Linked DNA regions of Gossypium hirsutum: region 1 is linked to region 2. A link is a contact called in public Hi-C data. All regions are on one chromosome and are shown on one strand. The core of a region is the stretch at or near the end of the contact, and the rest is flanking DNA. Distances in the headings are between cores, read along the strand shown.

Region 1 (6,379 bases), core at 79-2,578, 230 kb after region 2:
ACTTGAAATTTTGTTATAGACTATAGTGCATATAATTTGGCAGCCAGACAGAGCATATTCCTGAAATCATAGAGAAGGATTAACAAGATACATTTTTGCTTTGCCGTAGGCATCGATAAGGGTGTTGTATGTAACTGTGTTGGGCCTGATTCCCCGACTTGCCATGTCGGAAAGCAAGGCGCGTACTTTATCAAAGGCAAAAACCTGCAGGCATGATTTGATGAGGATGGAGTAGGTCTGCACATCAGGGTGACAAATAGGAGTGTCTTTCATCTCCTCTAAAAGGGAAAATGCTTTATCAAAGAGACCGCTACGACTGTAGGCAGACAAGAGAGCAGTGTAGGCTTCATGGTTCATAACACAACCTTCATCGCTCATAGCCTGAAAGAGCTCATAGGCTTTATCAGGCTGCTTGCATTTCCCAAGCAAAACAATAAGCTTGATGTATATAGCAGCGTTGGGTCTATACCAAAGCTGCTCCCGTAGTAACTCAAAAACCTGAAAAAAGAAATGTGATGACCTTGGTATTATCATTAGAATATGTGCGTGATATAGGAAGCTAAACTTGTTTCTCAAAGCAACAATGAAAAGGAATAGAGAGCACTGTTAGATTTTTAAGATAAAAATTTCAGTATCTCTTCCACTTTAACTTGTTTACAGAAGTGGTTAAGCAAAATTTGAAAAGCAAAAGGAAAACTCAAGATTTCAACCAGACCTTAAGAGCAGATTCCCAACGCAAAGCAGTGATTCTCTCGTGAAGGGCTTCAAGAACAGTCCTCGGAAGCAACTTCTTGGAATTGTTGGGTCCTCTCTTTTTTTCGATAAAAGCCTTGGTGGCCTCTCTTCGCATAATGACGGAAATAGCCTTCCTTGAAGCTATCTTCCTGTTCACTTCTTCTCTCCTCCCTCTCGTCTCTCTCTGCTTCAATTCCTCGGCAATTACAAGTCTTCCCTTTTCTCTTCCTCTCTCACTCACCGTTAAGCTCCTCGTTTCCTCTTCTTCGTCTTCGTTTGGAGCAGATGTTTCGGATTTGGAAGCGGATACGGGCGAAACCCGGAGGGGCTTAAGGCTAGGCGACGGTGGCCGATTGACAGCGGGTAGAAATGTGTGGGGGTGACTGCAGAGAGAGGCCATTTAGATTTGCAGAGAAATTGAGCACCAGAAATATAAGTGGAGTTGGTAAGGTAAATTTTCAGATATTTTCACTGTTGGGCTTTGGTTATTGTATTCTATTTTGGATTGTTTGGGTTTCCCCTAATATTAAGTGTTGTCGAAATCCCCGCTTTACAAGTAGTGTTAGACCTTTAAATCTGTATTCAAACTATTTAATTATATATACCTATATCTTTACAATAGTTTTCTATCTATCTAGTCGGGTTTGAGTTGAGCTTTAATAAAATTTTAGGCTCGATTAATAGATTTGAACTCATCTCAAAAAATAGGTCTAATTTTTTTCCAAGCTCAACCCAAATTATATATGTTAAACTCGATTTCAAACCGACCCGACTTGTATTAAAGCTTATAGTATTAATACTTGCTACGAGGTATCGATACAATGAGGAGGATATTGATACTCAAGAAATATTTCTTTAATTTTTAAAACATTGAGTCTTAAAACGGTATTGATACTTTCGTGAAAGATATCTGGGCTGGGCTCGGCTCAGACTAATGAAAGTTTATTCGAAGCATGGCCTATTTTCTAAATAGGTTTTCTCTTTTTTTGTTCAAACCCTTTTTCTTAGCCTATATTTTTGCTCAAATTATCTTATTTTTTGGGTGAGCACTAACCTCACTCATGGTCAAGTTTACTATTTACTAAGGATTTGGGAGTATTAATCTTACCAGCTTGTCCACTGTTCTTTGCAAAATTGTGACAAAACTTCCGCCTTATATCAAAAGCATGTTAAGCTCCGTTTGTTTGCCAGTAAAACGTTTTTCGAAAAATAATTTCTGGAAAATAATTTACTTTTTTGGAAATGATTTACTTTTCTGGTGTTTGGATGAATCTGTGTAAAATATTTTTCGTTGTTTGGCAGATTTCTTGAAAATATTTTTCGAAAAAGCTGTTTTTACATATATTAATAAATTTATATATATTAATAAATTTATATTTTAAATTGTTTTTACATATTTTGCAATGATTTATTTATAAATAAATAAATCAAATTAAATATATAATAATACTCAATTATTAAGCTAGAATATTAATCGTCATAAATTGAAAACAACCAAAGTCAAATAAATTATTTATAATTATGTTATAAAAAATAAAAAACAAGGATTGAATAATTATAAATTAGCTTCCAAACTATAATTTATACTAAAAATTAATAATATTATCCAAATACATAATTAGTAGTGCACCACATAATAACAACAACATTGTCCAAGTGCATAACTAATTTACACCACATTAAAAGTATCAATATTTTCAACCTTGAGAAATTTTTTGAAGCCAAATTTTTCTATGCTTCTTACTTTTACCTAAAAAAAACTTTGGCCTCGGATTCATGACTCACTAGATAATCAAACACAGAACACATGAAGTCATCATCAAATCCTTCTACCTCCATCGACATCACTTCTTCGTAAAGATGTGGTGTCTTACCCGCAGTAAATTGTTCCAAAGCATTAGCAATTTTGCCAAGTTGTTCACCCACAAATTTAATTTGATCATCAACGGCACTTTCTTGAGCATTTTTTCTTGTACATTTGGATGTACCAGATGAAGATACTTTTGTTCTTACCTCTTCAGTCTCTTCATTGTTGCAGTCTATAGGCACTAAATCTTGGTTACTATCATCCAAATCTATATCAGCAAATGTTCGGGCAAATCTCCCTGTTGCCATATCTTTGCCAACAACCAAAGTCATTTCATCGTAATGATCAATGATTTTATTCAAAAATGGTTCATACTTCTTGTGTGCCACATGTTGGATATTATACACAATTAAAATAACAAGTAAAAAACAATTGAAATATACTTAACATATATAAACATATATTACCATCACTGCTGCATCATATGTCGCTCTATCACATATGATCATTTTCATGTTATTATCCCATCCAAAACCACTTTCACCCCGGATTGTGCATATAATCTGCCACTGGTTTTTTACAATCCTCAAATGATTTTCCACATGCTTCACATCACATTGGACTTGAAATCTTTCAGAAATAGCTTCGGCAACTCGATTAATAGAAACTGCTTTGAAAGTATTAAAAGGCTTATTTCCTTTCTGGGCCTCCTCAGCTAGAATTTCAAGAAAAAGATGTTCCATCAGTTTTGTCCACCTGAATTGCTTGGAGGTCCCTTCTTTGTTACCCTTATCCATTCTACATTAATAATTGTCATTGTCAATCATTTCAATATCCAACAAGCTTAAAACATAATAAATTCAATATCTAACAAGCTTAAAACATAATTAATATCTAACAAATTCAAGACATAATAATTTCAAAATCCAACAAACTAAAATTTCAATATCATTATTCAGCCAACATTAACAAAAAAAAATTTAATACTAAAACATACATAACATAAAAACAATAACCCTAAGCCCTAAACCTACATAATATTTCTAGCCATATAATCAGTCCACATAGTTTGTACAATTTCATCTCTCTTAGTAAACCATTCTCTTACTTCTCGCTCTGTAAGAGTTGGTATTATCAAATCAGACTCAGGCTCCTCGTATAGTCCTTGATTAAGTAAATCACTAAGATCAACTCTCATTATATGATTATGAATGATACAACAAGCCAAAATTACATCTACTTGAGTTTGAAAATTCCAAAATGGTTTAACATCTAATACACGAAACCGTTTCTTCAAAATCCCAAAAACAAGTTCAATAGTGATTCGCAATGATGAATGATGAAAATTAAAGAGTTCCTTTGCATTTTCAATGCCCTGAGCACTAAACTCTTTTAAATGATATCTGACACCATGATATGGGATAATATATCCATTTCGGATGTCATATTCAGCATCAGCAAGACAATATTTACTTACAATTTTACAAAATATAATTAATACTAATAAATTATGAGCTTACTAGAACTATTTGGTATTTAATGATAATTATTACCTTCCAGAATTCTTAATTCTCTTGGGAGTGAAAGTGCATCACTTAAAATACGAGAATCATGTGCACTACCTTCCCAACCAGCTAGAACATAGGAAAATTTCAAATCAAATGTAATGGCAGCCAATACATTTTGTGTCGTCCCCCCTTTACGGCTACGAAATCTTCCTTGAATGCTAAACGGAACGGATGCATGAACATGAGTTCCATCTAATGCTCCAATACAATCTTTCTTTAAAATAAGGATAAAACCTTGGATTGTTTTTTTATTTCACTAGGGGTTGACTCATCAGGTAATCTAATAACTAGCTTATACAATTTCAAAATAGCTCTCAATACAACCTTAAAGTAACAGTGAATTGTCTCAGTTGATCTATAATATCTAGATCCAATCACTCGAAACCTTACATTATGACCAATTATATGTAAAAATATAACTACTTGCTCCCTAATATTCACATATTTAGTTGATTGTAACAAATTATTCCTACTAAGAATATTACACAAATTAAAAAGGGAAATCGATCTCATCCTTATCACATCAATACAATTGTGGTCACCATTATATAAAATACTATTAATATAATATTCTCTTTCATAATCTCGATTCACACAAGGGTGAGAAGTAATTTTCTTCCTAGTTTTTAATTTTTTAATCCAAAGAGCCCCAAAGTTAAAACTGAAGCCACGACTCCGACAATTGCATTTTGATCTTGACTACGATCCATCTACACAAAATAATGCGACACAAATATTTGATCACTACAAAAAAGATGCAAGCTTTTCATAAGATCACATATATGAATAAAGTTACCATGACAAAAGTGCATATATACATATATTAAAACTGATATCTGATACACTAGTAGCCCATAAAGATATCTGATATTCATTTATAATTTTTAATAAAACAACGATATAAGTATCTACACTGATCGGGAAAGTTCCAACATGTTTTCCATGCACTTCCCCTTTTGTTTCCTTTTATTATTATTTTTTTTGTCTTTTTTCATGTTTAATTGATTCATTTATAGCAATGATATTATATTTAATGTAAGGATTAATGATTTAGATCATATGAATAATTATATATACTGACTACGAAGGTAAAAGAAAAAAATTAATTATAATTTATTCTATTTTTTATTTTACCATATGAAAAAAAAGACACAAATTCTATACTTCTCTGATTATTTTATAATGCCATGCAACTTAAATTTTTAGTAATTAAAAAAATTCTACTTTTCCTTATTGCTAAACCCAGAAAGAGCTTAAGAAATTGCTTCAATTTGTATTGGCTCAATGTTGAATAAGATCAAGAAGGCAAATCTATTGACAAGTTGCAGTACTGCCTCAATATATTAGTTCATGCACAAACATAAATCAAGCATTCATTGGAAGAAATTGAAGCACTTGAAAAGCTTACTTGCTCCGCCTTTTTCTATTATAGGTAAAACCTCCAAACATAATGGCATTTCCAAAGATCTACCATCAATTCTCTATTGACACTCTATTTTGGTTAAAATATGTTACGTTGCATTAAACTTGCAAGTAAAAAGCACAACAAATACAAGGACATAAGTAAGCAAATGCAGTGAGTGTTAAGGCCAATGTTGGAAACTAAACAATGAAGCTGAATGAAGTCCACCACTGATCTTATGAATTAAAACCAGCCAATAACAAGTCAACTGCCTAAAAGAATTTAAGCACGAAGCTTCATATCTGAACCATGGTACCCATCACGCTTCGCATGGATATTTTATGAACTCCAAAGTAGAATCTTTTTAATTACTAAAAATTTAAGTTACATGGCATTATAAAATAATCAGAGAAGTATAGAATTTGTGTTTTTTCTTATAGTAGATCATATTGTAGTATTAATATAAGTTATAATTAATATAAGTGATATTATATTTATGTAAGGATTAATGATTCATGTTTTTTGTTTCACCCTAAAGGATCACATGGTACCTCTTTTCCTTATTGCTAAACCCAGTCAGACCCATAATTTCATTTTATGGATGTAGCAATAATAATGGATCACAATCAACCATACATGACACTGAATGGTCCTATACAGATTATGACACAAGTTGATAGTTTAATAGTTGCCTCCCTTTTAATCATTTTGCACCACTCAACATATCCCACGAAATAAAAGTAAAACAAAAAAGCAAAATCATGATTTGGATTCTAGTAGAGTTCAAAAAATTATAGATATCATATGCTGTCCTTCAAGAATTTAAACAGGTTGAATGGAAATTGGTGTCAAAGCAAGAATGATGGA
Region 2 (7,307 bases), core at 2,025-4,524:
CATTTTATCTTGTCCATTTTATGTTTTTCGACTTGTATAATATATTACCAGTCTCACACATGATATTGTTGCATTTATAACTTCTTAGCCATATCTGGTCATTGATGTGCATTTTAGTATTTATATTGGATCTAGTTCTAGTTTAAATCTTCAAAAATTTTCTTGAATTGGACATATTGTTCTTGAATTGGAGCAAGGCTGAAGTGTCCTCTGGTATACATGAAGGAGTTTGATTAAGAGATAAGGAAGACAAACTCAGAGAACAATCAAGTACATAAAGAAAGAACAACACAAAGAGGAGACTATGAATTTGACATAACCATATAAACTTTCCCATTTTTAGAATCTAGTAAGGAACAAGCTATGAAAGGAGGCAATGTTTAAGGAAAACAGAATTGGAAATTTGCTATAAGTTAAAGAGTTGTAGGCTTTAGAGATGCTATGCGAAAGTTGATTCATTGGCCTATATTTATATTCTCCAATTTCATGTGGTCTTTCTCGAGTCTTTAAAAAAACTTATTTTACTTATTCAGAAAAGACCTTTCCTTCCAGCTGTTCATTTATTATATTATTTCAATTATAGAATATTATTTTTTCATTTATGTTTTATTTTACTTTTTTAATTATGCGTTAACATGATATGCATTATCTATTTTAATTTGATTCTATATTCACCATTAGATTTCTGAAATATCAATATTATGAAGTGGCCATTCATAAAATGACGAAATCAGATCGTGTACTTACGAACTCATTCAATTTTGTAACTTCATCCGCAGTTATGAGCTTATTCAAAGTTGCGAGCTCATCAAAGATGCAAACTCAACCCGAATTGCGAGCTGTTAAAGATTTTGGCTAACTGCAAAACGAGGTGTGAGCAAGGTTCACATCTGCTGAAATCAATGTTTTTTGTTTAGTCTGTTTGTTAAATTACCTTTTGTCTTTTTTAAATTTTATTTTACTCTATTTTAATTTGATTACAGCAGATTTCTTGAATGTCAATGTTAGTAAGTGTAATGAGTTTGTTGATTCATTTGGCAATTAATATATGTCCCATATATACACTGAATTAAGAGGAAATGATAGTGAACATCCTAAAGGGATGGCTAGTGTGAACAAGTGTGCTATGATGTAATTTCTCCTTTCACAGTGAGACAAAAAACTTTTAAGTCATTTCAGAAAATATGGAACAAATATATTAATTATACTAATTTCATGGTCTTTGTTCCCAGCTACTACTGTAATTTCTAAGCATTAACACTAATGCACTTGGACAGTGTTGTTATTATAATGTGGTGTACTACTATTTATGCATTTCAATAATATTATTAATTTCTAGTATTAATTGTGATTTAGAAGATAATTTATAATTATTCAATCTTTGTTTTTTATTTTTTTATAGCACAATTAGAAATAATTTATTTGCTTTGGTTGTTTTCAATTTATGACGTTAATATTCTAGCTTAATAATTAAGTATTATTATATATTTGATTTGATTTGATTTATTTATAAATAAATCATTACAATATATGTAAAAATAAATTAAAATATAAATTTATTAATATATATAATAAATTCAATTAAACAAAGAAAAGATAATAAATTCTTAAATATATATTTGTTTCATTTAAAACAATTTTTATGAAATATTTTCAGGAAATCTGCCAAATAATAAAAAATATTTTACACAGATTCATCCAAATATCCAAAAAGTAAATTATTTCTAAAAAAGTAAATTATTTTCTAAAAATTATTTTCTGAAAAATATTTTATTGACGGATCCTAAGTATGTAATTGCTGGACTGTTGAATGATCTTTAGTTTTGAATTTGTCAATTTTACAGCGCTTTTAATGAAGTGGATGTGAGTGTAGAGATGCCACTAAAGTCACAAAAGAAAAAAAAATCTATGGTATATTTATCAAAACATTCTAATCATGAGCTTTAAAAAAAAGCAGGCTTTTTACTTATGCAAACATGTCTTGAAAGCCTGTAAAAATATAGGTTTATGATAGACTAAGATGTCCTTAAAAGGCCTATAGTTTTATTGGTATTGAATATTATTATGTTTGATAATTGTAGTAATTTAATATATTCTTATATAGGAACCTCAAAAAGGCTGTTTTGCCCAATTCAACTTAAAAATGCAACAAACAACTTTAATGCTACTATTAAGGATTTAGTCTTCTGATCTATATTGGTTAAGTTCGATATACTCGTATTGGCAGAACAACAATTCAACTTCAACAATTAAGACGATTGTCGAAATAACTTAATTAGGAATCACATATTACATGCTTTGAAGATGCATTTGTAAAATTTTAATCAACATAGCATTTTGTTTATGGTGATATGCATCTTTTAATCTAAAGAATTATACCAATAGCAATATTAAATAAGACCTTAATACGAAACATTTCCATATTTAATACAAGCTAATGGCATCATGTAATTTTTTATTAATGTATGAACATTATATTTCAATGTAAAATATAATTCTTAAGCTATTTATTACTTATAATATTTTGTTTTTTAATTTAGAAGATAATTAAATTATTGGTTTTACTAATGATATTCTAGCGCATTAAATATACAATTTAAAAATAATAAAGTAAGCTATATATTATTTTTTTAATATTATATATTTTATTTTTATTAATTCGTATTTTAATAATAATTATATTAAGAATGTTATTAAATTATTAATGATTATTTTTATTAAATTATATTTAATAATCATTATATTATAATATGAATATATTATTTTTATTAAATTTCATTTAATAATAATAATAATAATATCTATCTAAAAAAATTCTGCTAAGAGTAATCTTATCTTTTTAGTTTTTTTCTTATGTTATTATAATATCATTTCATTCAATCAAATAATAATTATAATTTTATTTCATTATAGCAAATCAAAATAATGTAAAATTTTTTTCATTATAATTTTATTTTATGACAGCCCTATTTAATTCTAGTACACTACATATGCCGTTAATATTAGGTTTTTTTTTTTGTGCGTGCTATATATTTTAATGGGAAACCATTTGTAATCGTATGTGCGAGAAATTAAGTCTTGACGGAATAGTGCGACAATAAATAAGTCTTAACAAAATCAAGAGTAAAAAGCCCAATTGGACTCTCTTCAAGTCGTCCATTTGTTCTCAATAAACTCGTGTATAGGCCTGTTTCCTAGCTTGTCAGCAGTTCTTCATCTGGGTGGATTCCTTTCCTTGTTTCTAATATAAATAGGGAAGTTTCTCTTTCAGCTTTGCTGGTCGCTTAGAAATCAAGAGAATTAAGAGACTCCTCACGTTTCTCCTGGCGATTCCCGATGTTCTTTGTTTGATCTTTTTCCTTCTCTAGTTCTAAATCAACTAAGTTTCTTGAATAAGCAATAGTTTCTGGGTTTTTCTTATTTGCTTGGTTTATTGGACATAAGATTACAAGGACCAATGGCTGACAATGATCAAGGTGAAGATGATAAACGAATCAGAGTCCGAGGCCAAGGTCGAGGTCGATGTCGAGGTCGCCCACGCAAAAGGAAGCAACCTGAAGCATCTTACTTTTCAACGTCTACTCTACCAACAGATTATAACAGTACGTCCAATTCTTGGAGTAAGAATTATCGTTATGGAACAACCTTTCTTGGTGCCCCCTCTTTGGCAAACCGACTGTCATTTAAGACTGCTTGCACTATATGCAAGAAGGAGATGGACTCTCCTATGATTTGCATCAACACTGATTTTCTATGCCCTTCCTGCAATCACTGCTTTTTGGCTTCAATCAAATCTTCAGTTTCCCAAAATCCACAACCAGAGGTTTTGCCACCTCTCTCTTCAACTATCTTCCGAAGCCAATTTCTTGAAATAATGAATCATCCCTACAGCACAGATTTACCGGTATACAGTATTTATGATCAATATAAACTTGCACTGAAAGATCCACGTTTCTTCCGTATCATGCTGGACCTTGTATCTATTATAAAAAACAAACCTCTCCCGTAAGCCTTTTTCTGTTTCTTATTTCACCCTATTGTTATTATTTAAATATGTTCTTGATTTTAAGATTTTTTTTCTCTGTGCAAATCGCAGAGTTCCTATATTCCAGGGAAAGGAACTCAACTTGCATCCGATTTTCGTCCAAGTTACTTGTCGAGGTGGCATACGTAAGGTAAGATGAAACAATTTTAGAACTGCAAGCAGCTCTTGGTTCTTTCAGCTGTTTAAATGACTTTTATTGCAATGTGCAATATTGCAGGTTGTTCGGGAACGAAAAATGCAAGAATTGTGCGCTGCACTTGCTGCAAATTTAAGTGCTGGGGTCGTATATAAAATGTATATGAAATGGTTGTATGACTTAGAATCCTGGTTCTTTGATTCCCCTCCTGGTGAGTATTTACAAACTTCTTCAACTTCATTTGCAAGAGGACATCTAATGCAAGGGTTACTAGAAGGACAACCATCATCACAACGAATACAAGCAACAGCTCCATATAGAAATCCAGCATCAGTGAATACCAATAGGCAGTCGACTAGCTTGCAGGCTGGTTTCGACTTCGGTTTGACATGCCATCTGTATAGTTCATCTTCCAGACCATGTCCAATGCCAGGGGTGATAGGGGGAGAACCATCATCTTCAAATTTGGGTTCAGCAATAGCAAATAACAATCGGCTCTGGATTACTGAACCCTCCGCCTATGATTACTACTCCGATTTCGACTACAATTTGGATTTTGATTTCGCTTCACCAGATCATCCTTTCAGTTCACTTCCCAAACCACATCCGATACAAGGATTGATAGAAGGACAACCATCAGAACAAGGTCTTACATCATTTGCAGATCTCAATTCAGCAATTGCCAATGATCAGATAACTTTCATTGATGATGGTCAGTTAAGAAATTTCTCTTCATCTTCTATATGGAACTGTCATATCAACTATTCAATATATTGTGAACCTATTTCAAACGGGGCCTGAATCAAGTTTAGCACTACCGGGTACTACATCTCGAGACTTTGAAGACAATACTCAAGACTTTGCCCCTGCTGGTTTGAGCCAATAACTCATAATTTCTTTAGCTAATGCAACATAAAAGTTGGTCTTCACGTCTAACACTATGGCCCCAATGCTTATTCTCACAGACGAGCAAAGTTCAAATGTGAGCTCGGATTGGGTTCCAATTGAATGGGAAGTTCAGCCTGAGGTCCCAGTCCCAGATGTATATTCCACAGGTATCCATGGGAGCACCCCAGGCATTGGTATGTCCAAACAATGGCTAACCATAGAATGTCGGTTTTCACTTTGTTATGTCTTTCACCACGTTGACAAAAGTTGCTTTTTAGCACCTTTTTGAAGATCCATCTCATAATGAGCGGAATACGGTGGGATCAACCGAAAGTAGGGATGGCAACTATGAGAAAGGAGCTTCATCAACAGGTACTGTCACCAGCATCAGCGCTGAACAGCAGCCAAGTAATGACAGAAAACCAGAAAGTCCCAACAAGGAAACTCCTCCGACGTATGTTCCTACCCGACCTGGACAAGAAAAGACAGAGTAATAGCAAACCAGAGTGTGAGATTACAACCTTCATAGATGAAGAAAGAGTAGCAGTCAAGAATAGAATAGGATAGAAAATACATTTTTCAAGTTGAAAGCGAACCTCTTTTTTTCTTTTATACAAAACAGGTTGCAGTTTGGATAAGGAAAAGAGTTAGAAAGATGTTGAGATTGGAGATGGAAGTTTACTTTTTCCAATGATAAAAGAATCCAGATTCATATTACGAAGTTGAACCAAATATTCAAATCAGGATAACGCTTTTTAACAGTTTATGATAAAAGGAGATAATTCTCATCATTAGTTTAAATAAATATATCTGTAATTTGAAAAAGGAAACACAAGTTATACTATTTGATTATACCAAACGAGGTGGTTGTGCTAACCCTGAATAATTTGCATATATTTGAATGTGACATACATGCATGGTTTCATAGTGTTGAAAGGTGGCAACAATGCAGCAGCATGCAAGTGACCAAGCCACAATGCAGCAACATGCGAATGTCCATGGTGTAATTCGGCTGTATAACTTTTTTTGTAATAGTTGACTTTTGTTAGTTTGGTTGTAAACTTTTTCCGTTATGTTCAGTTAAGGGTTAATCATGTATTTAGCTGATTTAATAGTCATTTAGGTTGTCTTTAAGTTGATTTAACAGCTTGGATACTTGCACAAGCAAGTTTTGTTTTTTACCAATGTAATTGAACTACCTACGTACATGGCATATTGCTTATTCAAGTAATGAGAAGAAAATCTTTCTATCTCTCATCAAACATCCGTTTTTGCTTCTGTTTCTCATGTTTTCAAACACAATTTTTGTTGTTTTGATCATTAGTTATTGATTTAAACTCAACAAATGGTATCAAGAGCCTGTCATCTTTGTAGACCTTTTGTAACAGCCTAAGTTTCAGTGTTTGAGATCACTAAATCCGACGGGTGAGTTGAAAATTTAATAAATTAATACCTATGAGTCAAATGTGAATATAAAAGTATTTTTGAATTAGTGAATTTGGTGATTTAAAAGAATTAATTAGGTAAATTGGGTCGAGAATAAGGTATCGAGACCTCGAATTCATAAATCGAGCCATAAATATTTTTAGAAATATTTATGGAGTGTTGGTGAGGTAGTAATAAAATTTAGTCAGAAAATTTTGACGTTTGGGTGGTTAATTAAATAAAAAGGACTAAATTGAAAAGGGTGTAAAAGTTGCTAAAAAGATTAAATAGCTCAATTGTCAAATGAGGAAGGACCTAAAGTGAAAATAAGCCCAAAGGAGATATTTTGGGCTGCAATAGCTGAGAAAATTCAGGAAATGGGTGAAATAAGGGCAAAATTGAAAAATTGACAAAATTGGCTAAATAAAAATGGGACTAAATTGGAATATCTAGAATTCTCTTCATTTCTCTTCATATTCATCAGCTGAAAAACAACCATGGAGGAGGGTTAAAGCTGGTTTTCATACTCTAGCTTCATTTAAGTTTAATTCTTGCTTTCTCCTTGAAATTTTTATGTTTTTGGACTTTTACAATTGGGTCCAACTTACTATTTCATTAGTTTTTGATTCCATATCTAATTTTTGAAGATTTTTATGGATGAGTTCTGGAAGTATATGATGATTTGTCATGGAATTAGAGTTTTAAATTGTTTATATTCTGATTTTATTGAAAGAATTGAATAGAAAGTGAATGTTTGGGACTTAATTGTAAAAGAGTTTGAAGTTAGAGTTTTATGTGAAAATTCTGAATTTC

The links. Hi-C and Micro-C count contacts between places; a contact is called where the count stands out from the background.
Region 1: a contact with region 2 is called in a Hi-C map of leaf, with 2.9 times the contacts expected there. The contact joins the promoter of LOC107924644 here to the promoter of LOC121209779 in region 2. A contact is called at or near these places in 3 of 34 Hi-C or Micro-C datasets (callus, hypocotyl and leaf).

The regions. Positions count from the first base shown.
Region 1 is chrA11:16,928,131-16,934,509 of Gossypium_hirsutum_v2.1, forward strand. It overlaps LOC107924644 (pentatricopeptide repeat-containing protein At5g48730, chloroplastic), which reads right to left and starts at 1,329. Exons shown (of 4, transcript XM_016855180.2): 1 at 716-1,329; 2 at 92-498. The coding sequence starts at 1,135. It overlaps LOC107922906 (a long non-coding RNA gene), which reads right to left. Exons shown (of 4, transcript XR_001691459.2): 4 at 2,359-3,340.
Region 2 is chrA11:16,701,034-16,708,340 of Gossypium_hirsutum_v2.1, forward strand. LOC121209779 reads left to right here and starts at 3,275. Exons shown (of 3, transcript XM_041081222.1): 1 at 3,275-4,005; 2 at 4,097-4,175; 3 at 4,263-6,161. The coding sequence starts at 3,458. The coding sequence ends at 4,982.